Regions from separate parts of the Rattus norvegicus genome. Here region 2 is linked to region 1. Evidence: chromatin contacts called from public Hi-C data. All regions are on one chromosome and are shown on one strand. The core of a region is the stretch at or near the end of the contact, and the rest is flanking DNA. Distances in the headings are between cores, read along the strand shown. Region 1 has its middle 530 kb from the start of Fam181b. Region 2 has its middle 650 kb from the start of Fam181b.

What was found. A called contact is a pair of places that touch in the nucleus more often than the background predicts.
Region 2: a Hi-C map of liver shows a contact between it and region 1, with 4 times the contacts expected there. The contact joins two enhancer-like sites. A contact is called at or near these places in 3 of 12 Hi-C or Micro-C datasets (kidney and liver).

Annotation. Positions count from the first base shown.
Region 1 is chr1:157,102,875-157,110,269 of GRCr8, forward strand. No RefSeq gene overlaps it. Among named protein-coding and RNA genes, the nearest start is that of Fam181b, 530 kb to the left of the region's middle. Within about 2 kb of position 1,302, at least 1 of the 93 cell types and tissues checked has an H3K27ac peak or open chromatin away from gene starts, as enhancers often do. A contact at or near this core is called in liver, where this site is marked.
Region 2 is chr1:157,227,721-157,234,102 of GRCr8, forward strand. No RefSeq gene overlaps it. Among named protein-coding and RNA genes, the nearest start is that of Fam181b, 650 kb to the left of the region's middle. Within about 2 kb of position 5,126, at least 2 of the 93 cell types and tissues checked have an H3K27ac peak or open chromatin away from gene starts, as enhancers often do. A contact at or near this core is called in liver, where this site is marked.

The sequences.
Region 1 (7,395 bases), core at 52-2,551:
AATTGGGTATGGTGACAGTAGTCTGTAATCCAGACTGAATGGCTGCAGGGACAATCCTGGCTTACAGTTCAGCTGATTTGGTGTTTTTTGGATTCAATGAGAAACTCCATTTAAAAGAAAAGTCAGATAATGTGAAGAGGAATGAAGGAAGGTATTAAATGTCAAGCTTGTCCCTTGCAAGGACAAGCGTAAGGACATGCATATATACTATTATATGCATGCAGTCAATGGAGATATGTGAGGTTCTTAGACTTTTGTATATTGGTTAAGTTCATACAATAAGCCTGAACTTGCCCATGATGTTCCAGTACTGTGTAACTCAGCAACTAAAAAGTCTATTATGGAGTTGGTATAAAAGATAGGTACAAAATCAATTATAAAGCAAATTGAAAAGAGACTAGTATCGCACAGAAGCAAAGTAAATTAAAGAGAATTTGCATATTGATGAAATTAAGGGAAAGGCATGGGTGATCAGAGACATTCTTTAAGGAACAAAGGTATAAGGAAAGAACATTTAGGCTCTCTCACATAAGACATGGAACTATTGGATTTAGAGTTTGACCTTTATTTGGTCTTGCCTTGGTTTAGTATTTCCTCACTGTGCACCCTATTTTGGAATATTGCTCTATATTTTGTGCAATTGTATGTTAGAAGTGCATAATTTGCTTTGTAATTTTATGGGGAGTTGCAATTAAGACATCTTCAGTCTCTGAAGAGACTTTGGACTTTAAAAATGTTTAGACTGAGAACGACTATGGAGACTTTGGAAGTTGAACCAAATACGCTTTACACTATGCATGAAGCTATGTGGGCCAGGAAGTGGAATGTTATAGATTAAATGAGAATGGCCTTCATAAGCTCATATAGTTTAATAATTGGTCCCCAGTTAGTGGAACGGTTTGCGAAGGATTAGGAGGTGTGGCCTTCATAAAGTGTTTCACTTGGGTCAGGCTTGGAGGTATCAATTTTTTTTTATGATCTCCAGTGTATTCTCTGCTTCTTGCCTATGGTTTGAGATGTGAGCATTCCTGCCATCATAATTTTCTCACCATTATGGACTTTAATGCCATGATACTATATGCCCAATTAAATTATATATATATATATATATATATATATATATATATATATATATATATATATGAACAATGGTATGGTGGGTAGAATAGCAGGCCTCTAAAGATCGGGGAACAGTCCCTGACCTTTAGAACTTGTCAAAAATTTAGTTTGAGGAAGCTACAGTGGCTCTCCCCTGTGATATCAACACTAGAAAGATGAAGCAGAAGGATCATCTCATGTTAGAACCCAGCCTGAGATTCAGAGTGGAACACTGTCTAAACCAAAAGTAAATACAAAGCTGTAAAAAATAGGCTGGATGCCAGAAAACTTCCAAACAGGGAAATATTGCAAGCTAAAAGGTCACAAAATAGTTTTTTCTGGATTGCAGAATGGAACTAGTATATTCTCAGGTGCCTAAGATGTTGTAAATTTTAAAAAGCAGACAGTATGGTATCTCGCTCGGTCATAGCACATACCATGCATTTCAGTTATTTGATATGTTAGTAATAAATAACTTTTTAGTCTACAAGGGTTCAATATCTACAATGAACAATATCAAATTAGAGAAATTAAGTATATTACAGAAATACCTAATTTTACAGTTCATACCAGCTGAAGCCTTAGATGCCAGGTTCTATTTCTCTACAGATGTGGGAATTTCAAAGCCTTATCCTCAAAAAATAGCTTTTAAAGCACTCTGAGGAGGAAGCTGACTCAGCAACTCCAAGCAAGGCGGATGAAATCATGGCTTGTCTCTTTGTTATCTATCATATGAGCCAGTGCATTAGGAATGGGAAAGGAACGATTCATTTTTCACTGTTCTTTCATGGACTCTGCGTAGGCTAGATTCTCTAATGCTTTATTTCAGGCCATTTCCAGTTATTCTGTAAGATCAATATTTCAAAGTAACAATAGATTGTGGATGTATACAAAGGTTTGAGTCTGTGTCTGTGTGTGATATTTTTCTCCATTTCTAACCTTTTTATTGCTGCCATAGCAATAAAAAATCAGGACAGGACAGGTCTACAGAGCTCTGAAAATGACAAGTGATCAATAAGAAACAAAGTCCTATTAATTCATAAGGGCTAAAACAAAAGGTGGAGGGATGAAGAAAAAGATAGTGGAAAATAAGTAGAGAAAAATAATATCCTAGTGGTTGACTCTAAGGGTGCTTAGGATTTAGTAAAAGTCTTTAGAGCTTGCTGACCTTTTTAAAATAGTAAAATTATGCACCAGAAAATACAAATAGATAATCTAGGCAAGACTAGTCACTATGTTCTAAGATACAATTCTATAAGACAATATCTTTTGACTAAATTCTCTTTCTGTCTACCTTTCAGATGAGAGGTGTAAAAAGCCTACTGCTGTCAAAGGAGTGGGGAAGTCACCATGACAACTTGAATCCAGTGAATTTGTTAGGTCCCTCAAAAAAAAAGACAAATAAGAGAAGAAGGAAATTTGAAAAGCAGCTCATTTTGAAGCAATCAGATATAGAATTGTGAAGAAGCATTTGGAATGTTGGCATTATCAGGCATGAAGGTTCACTCCCCTTTTGGCCTCCAGGAAACTTTCTGCAGAGGTAAACACACAAGGCATGATCCTTTGCACTTGACTCCACTCTGCAGTTCATACATATCTGCTGGTTTATATGATACTCATTCTCACTATTCAGGGGATTATGTTCTTGCACAGGGTGCCTTTGCATTTTTCTGGTATTTGACATGTACCTACTGGTGCATTTCTGGGTCCTGCAGCTCATGCAGCCTTTTATGCTTCCTGTAAAGTAATAGAATGCCCTTCAACTTAGACTGCCAAGTTGGCCAAGGTTACTGTGTCAGATACAGGTTTATTGCTTACTCTGGCATCTTACATATTCTAGAGACATCATTATATGGTATAGCTTTTATCTATGTTATAAACCTTATTGAGATAAATCTGATTAAAATTTTAAAGTTCAGATTAACATGTTTAGAAAGAGGTAACAAAGAGTAGTCTTACACGTCATAAAACTCTGAAGCTTATCTTGTTACTCTCTGGGTTCTAGAGCCAATTCATGCTCAGGAAAGTTGGTAGAGGTAGCTAAGGTATCCTTTCCCAGGACATCCTTAAAGCTCTGTGATCTAGCCACTGAAATGTGACAAAATAAATACTTGGTTTGGTTTGTAGTTTGGTTTGTAGTATAGTATGATGGAGGGATGGTTTTTGGAAGGTTGTGTGAAAAAATATCAGAAAATGGTGTTTCTAAAGGATGTAAGAGATATTGGAGGCAGGAAATCATAAGAAATAACTTAGCCATCTGCCAATCCACTTCAAGTGCGTTAAGCACAAATCCTTTCCTAGCAACAGATCTAACATTTTGTTGACAGTCTGGGACTTCCCCCTGCATCAGGGTACATGCCTACTTGTTTTAAAGTTGGAAAAGTTTCTCTTTTCCTTTACAGCCATCATAGATTCTACTTAACCATAGACTTGTATGTCTTTGTGGGGTGGCATTTATTTTGAATTGTTTTGGGGTGATTGTTCCATAAGTCAAGCTGTGTTCTCTAAATGAACTTTTAGGAAGAATCCACATTAAACATCTTATGACTATAGATAACTTGATGTGAATATGACTCAAATTATATAAATTATAGACAGGGTCATACACAGTGACTGAATTCTTTTATAATCCAAAACTGTCAGTCTAACTAAAGGACCACCCAAATGATTCTACTAATAATCTGGCTCCTCCTTTTGAAGCCCATCAAAGCAACCCAAAACAATAACTTGGGTCTTACATATTCTTACTCATGTGGCCTGCTTTCACTCTTGATAGCATATTTGTTTCTGATCAGTACTATCACTTTGCTTAAAGTAAAGGACCCTTGCTACTTTGCAATCTGAGTGTGCCTTCATTTCATTCTGGAATAAGATGCACAGAACCTAGCAACAGCTTGCCTAGGCACTGTCCACTGCTCATGCTCATCAGATAGACACCACTCAGGGAAAACTGAAACAGAGAACTAGAGTTGGATGGTAGGGAACAATATTGGGAAATTATTAGAAAATGATACCAGAAAACTATAAGACCAAAGGATTTTATATGCCGTGTTAAGAATTATAATTTCACCAATCAAAAGTAATAGAAAACTATTGCTATCAGGTCTCACAGAAACCACCCTACTCTAAAGAAAGAATGTCAAGTATCTATACAACCAGGTGTGGTATGTTATATGTCCTCAGAATATGCTGAGAAAGCACAAGGAAAGGACTGGTGCAACATTTTTGTGGTTGGGGTGGGCAGTGGATTGTTGCTGAGAAGGATAAATGTCACAAGATACTTTTCTTCAAAAAATAAAAGAATGGCAAAGAAAAGAGAGAAGGACTGTGGTGTTGTAGAGGATGGGTTCAAAATGCCTGAAGGCAGGAGGTTATGACCCAGCAAGGAAATAGTGTATTTTTGTTGTTGCTGATTTTTGGGTGGAAATAAACATCTATGTTTGGCATGGTGCAGGATTTAAAGAGCTTACAATTATAAATAGCCTCTGTCTTAAGCTAAGGGACTTATGGGCAGTTGTATAAGCTATTAAGTAAACTGGAAAGTCGGAGGCAAAATATTTAAAATTGGGTTCTGGAGCATCTAGTTTGACAGCAATTTTGTACTGGATAGAAAGAAGTATCATCTACATTTAATAGACAGGCAGAGCTAGACAACTTGCCTGATGAACCTGAAAATATGCAATGAGGGTCAGAACTGAAGACTTGATGATTTATTGGGAAAGGGACTTTTTTGGCATGTATAGAGTGATCCAAAAGTGACATTCATGATGTTGACTGAAAAGAATTAGTAATATAAATCATTGAGATATAAAACTCTAAGCCAAAATTTGACATGGGTAAAGTTTACATAAATACTAAGCATGAGTGGCTTCCAATGTTTATGGAACATTCTGTTTAGAGACTTTTCATGGCCTTTGAAATTGAGAGCTCAGTTAACATGCAGTCCATACTCATATATGTAAATTGCCGTTAGTATACCCATTCCTCTGCACCGATCCTATATGGCTGCTTTTTATATTTTTAAAAAGGACTTCTTTTTTGTCAATTTCTTTTTATTCTTCTCTCATATGTTGTATCCTAGCTGCAGCTTCCCCCTCCCTCTCCTTCAACAAGTCCTTCCCCTTTCATCTCCCTTCTCCCTCAGATTGACTTTTCCTCTATTTCCCCTTCAGGAAAGACCAGGACTTCCTGGGATATCACTCAAATACGGCATTAACAAGTTATAATAAAACTAAGCACAAACCTTCATATCAAGACTGAATGAGGAAACCCATCAGTTACCAAAACCTCTGAAAAGCAGGCAAAAGAGTCAGAGATAACCTCAATCCACTAAAAGATACTTAATGACATATTCTACATTTAACATGTTGCTTGGGTTTCATAAGCCAAACATGTATTTCAAGGAAATTCAACACCATTTATTTATTGTGCTTTTGTTTCATGGGTAGGAGTGTTTTGCCTATTTGTATGTCTGTGTAGCAAGTGTATGCCTTGTGTAATGTGAAGGCTAGAAGGGTGTCAAATCCCGTTGAACTGGAGGTACAAATGGTTATAGGAACAATTATGTAGGTGCTAAGGCTTAACCTTGGTTTTGCCAAAATGAGTCATCTTTCCAATTCCCAAAACTAAACATTTTACATTTATCAGTACTTGTAGTAATAAGGAAAGATACAGAATGCACATATCCTTTTTGCTACCTACAGAGCAACCAGATGCTTAGAGCTAATTTTGCAGTTTATACTCTCCATTTTTTCTTCTAGTACTGCTGCATCCTATCTCTTTGACAAAAATTCTGATGATAGCCAGGGATACATTGAGATCTCCAAGCAGATTGCTGCTATCACACGAAACTGTTCTCAGTTCTGCAAGATGCAAAAACAGCTTCCTCGACCACTGAAGATGTGTTAGATAAGAAGTCTCTCTTCCTCAGAATGTATGTAGCAAGATGAATAAATGGAAACAGAGTGGGAATTGTATATCACACAAAAGCCGTTTACATATATTCTTCAACACTATTCTTGGCACAGCTTTAAAATACACATTATTGTGACTTAAATTTTTTTCAACTATTCTGTAAGATAAGCAGCTATGCAAGGGATTGGGATACAAGCACAAGTGATGTCTGTTTTTCAACAGTTAAAAGGCTATAAGGAATGACAATTCTGAATATTTGGATACTTACACAATTACATTATGATACAACAACGATGACTGGAGGAAGTGAAGTTCTGGGTGGTAAGAGACTGTAGAAGAATGAGTGCCAGAATCATCTAGATTTTTTCAAAGTGTGGAATAGAGCAAGCTTACATAGTCAACCTTGCTTAAACCTAGATAGAACTGGTTTTAAAACTGACTTGAAACATTTCAAAGAAAATAAGATCAAGGAGAGAAAATAAACCCCAAGTCAGAGTTGTGCAAATCCCTGTTAGCATTTGTGCTGTCTCCAAATGAGAAAGCATAATGAGAACAATTGTACTAGAATTAATGCACACATTTTAAATGTTTGCAGTCTCAGGTACAAAACAAATAGAACTCTAGCGGTCGCTGATGAGAAGAAATGAGACTTGGCTTCTGCAAAGTTTCTCTTTGCTCAGAATGAGTTGTTATAAAGAATTATGTAAGAGTGGTTAGACACAGGAAACTCTCCTTTTGACAGTCCTCCAACATTTTAACCACACATCTAAAGTTGTGACTCATTTTAGTTCAATGACAGTTTGAATGGAATTGACAACAATAACTACAATGATCTCACGACCTCAGAGGAATACCCATCAATTTATTGTCTTAAATGTCTCCTGGGCATCATTTGTACACCAGGCACCATTACCCTTAGGGCCTTTAAATCCACTACATTTGTACATTTTAGTATGTGACTCTGAAACTTAGAGAAATGTGTTTTTGTCCAAAGTCACTCATGGTTTAGTTATTAAGCAGAGATCAGAACTAAATTATTCTGAAACTACTCTGTCAGTTTTCTCACTTTTCTTCTTCCTAGTGAATGACTTGAGCTCTGAATTAAGGGCAATTCAGTTTAATGAGCCTTTACTGAGAACCTAATGTCTATCATCCATATACAGGATGAATGATTTTGATGAACTACCTAGTTTATCAAAGTCAACATATTGGTATATAAATATAAGAAGTTAAAATTAATAAGTACTTACCTTCTATTGAACATAGGGGATGATAAGAGAGCAAAAGTAGGCACTGACCTTTACTGGACATGCTGGAGGGATGGGGGAGAGTGAATAAAAGGAGGATACCCTAGGCTAACTCAAAAGAGTTACAACAAGATCT
Region 2 (6,382 bases), core at 3,876-6,375, 130 kb after region 1:
TGTGCGAATACTATGGAGAATATTTGTAGTATTTAAAATAAAACCCAGAGAAAACATAAATGAACTTCCAGTTATGATAGTTACTGCCAAAATGTTGATCCCAATCAAAGAAGTATGTAAAAGACAGCGTGACACTTGTCTGGATCATGATAACCAAGTCAGTCAGGGAATCTGATACTTGCCAGAGTGATAAGCTATTATGTACACATCTTTTTTTTCATTAATCAATTTATTTACTTTACATCCCAGTCCCAGCTTCCCCTCCCTCCTCCCGTCTCAGTCCCTTCCTCTCAGCTCCACCTGTTCTATGTCCCCTCCCTTTCTTCTCAGATAATGGGAGACCTCTCATGGATATCAACCTGCTTTGGCTTATAAAGTTATAGTAATGAGGTACATCTATTGAGGCTAAACAAAGTCATATAAGGGAACGGAATCCAAAGACAGGCAAGAGAATCAGAGGCAGTGCCTATCCTGTTGTTTAGACATCCCACATGAGGACCTAACCATGTATCTGTTACATATGTGTAGGGGGACAGGGTCTGTCCAATCATGCATGCTCTCTGGTTGTTGGTTCAGTCTCTCTGAGAACCTATGTGCTGAGGTTAGTTGAGTCTATGGTTTTCTTATGGTGTACTTGACCCCTCTGGCTTTTTCAATCCTTCTTCACTTTCCTCTACAAGATTCCCCAAGTTGTGCCTAACATTTGTTTTAGGTCTCTGCATCTGTTTCCATGAGCAGTTGTATGAAGCCATTCAGAAGACTATTACGGAAGCTTCCTGTCAGTACATACAGCAGAATATTAGTAATAGTGTCACAGGTGGTTCCCTCTCACAACAAGGGAATCAAGTGGGGCCAGTTGGCAATTGTTTCAATTTTTGTCCCTCTTTATTGCTGCCCCTCTTATAGGCAGGGATAATGTGGGGTGAAGGTTTTGTGTCTGGGTTGGTATTCTCATCCCTCCATTGGAAGTCTTGCCTGGTTACAGGAGGTGACCATTTAATGTTTCATAATGCTAGGAATCTAAGGGCGGATCACCCTCATTTATCCTTGGAGTTGCCTTTGTCCTAAGGTAGCTCAGTTGGTTAGCATGTGGTGCTTATGTACAAATCTTACATTTGCCTGGGTGATAACATGTTTAGCCTCAAAATCTATGGGTAAATGTGAGAGTATTTCCATATATATATATACATATATATATATATACATATATATATATTCTAGGCTGAAAACTTAGTATCACCATTTTTCTAAAAGTATATAACAGTCTAATTTTCAATATCATATTTATCTTTTTTCTGATATTCATTAATGTTTAAAGAAGTAATTATACTCATACAAGAATAAATAATGGACAACACAGTATTGTTCACCACCAGATCATATAAATATAAATGTCTGATGATGTCATTATGCAGGTGAAGGCAGGTACAAGGTAGAATAAGGCCTGTCATTGGATGAGAAGGAAGGATGGGTGGGAGAAAATTTTTAGAGAGAGGAGGAGACTTGAGAAGGCAGAAAAGTAGTGAAGAGTAGTGGTGCTAAGATTCCTCTCTGCACATGTACAGGTTGTTATGAATGTTCATAAGGAATGGCTACGTACAGGGCTTTGTATGTTTAGGTGGGCAATTATATCTTATCAATTGGAGCAGAGGTTATTGTTATGTGTTCTTTCATGTGGCAACTTCAGTTTAAGGGAATATGTGGTAGCTGGATACACTAATCCACCATGGAATTGGGATGTATATTTCTGGCATGGTGGCAGCCTGGTTTGGGAACTAGATGGGTAGAGAGATTGCTGCCTGGCTCAGAGAGAAGCCATAAGCTTTGAGATATGGAATGGAGCAGAGCATATGAGATGTTCTGCTGACTGAAATGAAGATATTTACCAGGTATCTTGGAGCGGTATGGTGCTGGAACTAGTGTGGGGGTAAAAGACAGCAGCACTTTTTATAATTTTGCAGCAATATATATATATATATATATATATGTGTGTGTGTGTGTGTGTGTGTGTGTGTATGTGTGTGTGTGTATGTGTGTATATGTGTGTGTGTGTGTGTGTGTGTGTGTGTGTGTATGTATCTGTTCTTTAGGTTCAGAGGAGTTTTATTTCACTTTTTCATAAGTGGTTCCTATTGATTATATTTGTTTCTTCTTTACAATAAACAGTGAGTCTTATCTAAATTTTATTTTCAATATTTGTTATTCTATTATTTTCAGTTTTGATTTTTAACACAAATCTTAACTTTGACCTTCCTATTTTATAACTTTTAGAAAATATTTTATTTTAACCCATTACTTTTAAGCAAAATACATTTATCTCTTATTCATTTGCCATTTAAAGTAATTTTTCTCCTGAATCACTTATTTGCTTGTTAATTTCTATTTTTTTCCCACTGGTTGCAAAATAAGTATTTTTAACCGTTCCCCTTATTTGCCTTATTTCAACACTAATTTCTCAGTTTTAAACAGGAAGAAATCTATAAATAAAGAAATGCTCTCCCTGCCCCACATGTGGCCCATGCATATACAGCCACCAAACTAGATAAGATGGATGAAGCAAAGAAGTGCAGGCCGACAGTAACCGGATGTAGATCTCTCACGAGAGACACAGCCAGAATACAACAAATACATAGGCAAATGCCATCATCAAACCACTGAACTGAGAATGGGACCCCCGTTGAAGGATTCTGAGAAAGGACTGAAAGAGCCTGAAGGGGCTTGAGACCCCATATGAACAACAATGCCAAGCAACCAGAGCTTCCAGGGACTAAGCCACTACCCAAAGACTATATATACATGGACTGACCCTGGACTCTGACCTCATAGATAGCAATGAATATCCTAGTAAGAGCACCAGTGGAAGGGGAAGCCATTGGTCCTGTTAAGACTGAACCCCCAGTGAACGTGATTGTTGAGGGGAGGGCAGTAATGGGGGGAGGATGGGGAGGGGAACACCCATCTAGAAGGGGAGGGAGAGGGGCTAGGGGGATGTTGGCCCGGAAACTGGGAAGGGGAATAACAATCGAAATATAAATAAGAAATACCCAAGTTAATAAAGATGAAAAAAAAAAGAGATGCTATTATATATCTAAATATGACACATTAAGAACGAAGTTGTTTGCCTTTGTTTTTATCCTTATGTTGATTAAATTCTCATTCTTAGCTATATAGACAAGGAATTGGCTCTATCACAGAACATTCTGTCATAATTTAATGCTATTTTCACGAAGACGTTTTCGTTGGTTAGGCAGCGTAAGATGAAATGAACCATTTTTATAGAACCTCTATATTCATTTTGGACTTATATACTCATAGATTATGATTATTTCATAATCAGTTATTCCATTGAGTAGTATATTTGGAATAACAATTCTTTTATGGCTAGAATAAGTGATAAAGATGATAAGCTTTGAGTGCTATTCTTTTTTTTTTTTTTTTGGTTCTTTTTTTCGGAGCTGGGGACCGAACCCAGGGCCTTGCGCTTCCTAGGCAAGCACTCTACCACTGAGCTAAATCCCCAGCCCCGAGTGCTATTCTTATTAGTGTCTAAATCAAAATATTTTTCTGTATCTATTACTAAATAATTAGATTTTGCTTTAAAGATAATGTCAGCAACATAGATAAGACTTATCTAAAATTGCTTTTCCCATGTACACATGTTAATTTTATAAATCCTTTGCCCTTTGTGCATTAGCCCCACATGAAGAGGACAAATGGATCTTGGATATAATTAGTGCCCCATGAGGTATAGTGTCCATTGTCCATGAGGTGTACTGTCAGAGAGATGCTTGGTCTTATTCATGGATACCAAGGGACAGGGCAGGCATTTCAGAAAGGGAAGTAAAGCAAGCAGATAAACAAAACCAAACTTGTATGGAGCTCCGTTACTTTGTATACTGATCTAAAAGCACTAAAACAAATTTTACTATAGCCTATCATTTTATTTTTTAAATTACCTTGTGTAAAAGAATACTAAAGATTTTCCCAAGTATTTCCAAACCTAGATATCAATGAACTCTAATAACACTTTAAGTTTTGGAGTGAAATAATTTTATTAGCTCTTTGAGGATTTCAGATATAATTTTATCACTTCCTAAACTCCACCCAGAACTGTCCCCATTTTCCAATTCACTCAAATGTGCTCTTTTATTTTTAAAACACATTAAGTAGAATTATAATGGCAGTATACTTTTTAAGTGTCCTATTCACTGGTACATGGTTAACACACCCACAACCACATCCTTAATAAACACAATCTCCCTTTGTCAACAGTTATCAACTGCCAATATCTTCTCTGTTAGTGGTGGGCCTTCATGCCTATTTATTTTCACCTAGAATCGTGTTGGTTCGAGGTTTTACAGGTCTTGTGTAAGCTGCCTCAGTTGTTGGAAATATCTATGCTCAACCGCTCTGCTATGTTGAGAAAACTTTTTTTTTTGATAGTCATTCACGACTTCTGTCTCTTACGATCGTTACACTCCATTGGTTCATGATGCAGGTGTCTCAGGCAGGGCTGAGCTGAGCTGAGCATGCTGACTCTCTTACTCTGCACTCTCACCAGTTGTTTACCGGGAAAAGTCAATAAATAATTGCAAAAACATAAAACCTCCACCTTTGCTAGTTAAAGTTTAAAAAAAAAACCAAACTTTTGAGAAAGGTTGCTCAGCCTGCCTGATTAAGATAAAAGGAATTCTGTGAGAGACAGAAAGCAGACTCAACAAATGTCGAAGTCCAACATACCAATGTAGAATTGAGGTTCATAGTACTTCTGATATTTATTAGTTTTATAATCGTGGTCAAACTTTGTAACAGCTATGAGTGAATAATTCAGACTAATTGAGCAGAAGGCAAATAGTAAGAAATTAAATAAGACAATCTTGGAAAAAATGATTGAAGAAAAATTAAATCAGATTTAGGTCAATGTTTGGAAGCAATATCCTGTCTAGTTATTGTCACATAACACATTCTTTGGGTATCTCTATTCTTGCTTGTTCACATGTGGTACAGGTGTGTGTGTGTGTGTGTGTGTGTGTGTGTGTGTGTCTGTGTCTGTGTGTCTGTCTGTGTGTCTGTCTGTCTGTCTGTCTTGGACACTCTCTCTCTCATTTTGTTGACCTCTCCCTGACCTCCATGCTCACTGAGTTGGCTAGACTAGCACTACAGTGAGCTCCTCACAGCACTAGAACTATAGATACCACGATTCCCCACTTTTTATGTTGCTGTTGATATTCCAACTCAGGTCTCCATGATTTGTGGCAAGCATTTTATTGAACAAACAACATTTACATCTACAGGCTCTATTTCATTAAAGGAAATTTTATTTTCTTGAGTAGTGTGAAAATAATCTTTCTCCATGACTTCCAGGAAGCATATTGCAGTATTTTAGGACATCTTAATTTGAGTCATATCTTTTACCTTAACAGCTATGATACCTTTGTTAAGATACTCCACTTTTCCTTGTCTCAGATTTTCACTGACCCAGATACCATTAAATCCTGGTATTGTTGCAAATATTTGTATTATTCACTTGTCCTCCAGAACAGCATAATGTGAGTCTACAAGGTGAAGGCCAGCCTAGATAATATAGAAAAGCTATGTTTCAAAATAAAAGCAAGCAAACAAACAAACATGAAAGACATTGCATACTAGGCTATAAAATGTGTCACTGGTGTGACTAGATCTTCTTTCCGCCCAAGTTATACTTCCATAAACATTCAGGTTTCAAGGCTCCCGTAAAAACTGTTACAAACATCTCCTTTGGTGCAGAGCATGTTGAGCATTGTGTCTGGTCTTTCACTTATAAGTTTTGACATTGAGCATACCACTTAACCTAAGACTTAGTCTCCTTGTCTCCGAACATGGTCTTAATGATGCCATCTCCTCTATGGATTACTTTTCAACGGAGTCAATGGGGTGTGAGCAGTGCTGACTCCATGAAACTTGTAAAAGCAATGTGAATAATAGACACATCAAGCATGAGAATGAGAGAAGAAAATACAGTGAATTGTTATTCCTACTTTATGGTTTTCATAGTAAAGTTATATATTAGATCTAACTTTTTCCCATCATTTTCTAGCTGAGGCGCAGTGAAGTGCAACAACTGTCTTAAAAATAAAAGAAAGCCTAGATTATAACAGAAATGGAGTCCCCGACTCCCTCTTTATCACTTAAGTAATACTGTTATTTTTTTTCAGATCCATTAAAATGGAATGCGATGTAGTGTTGTGAACTAAAATAAGAATATTTTGCAAAGCCCCTTAAGTAGCAAAAGACTAGGGGAGTATTATCCTAGACCAAATTTTTACAGTACTTTGAAATAAAATTCATCTTTGGTGGAAATAAGGTTACAGGTTACACTGAAGTTTATCCTTTTATGTTCTTA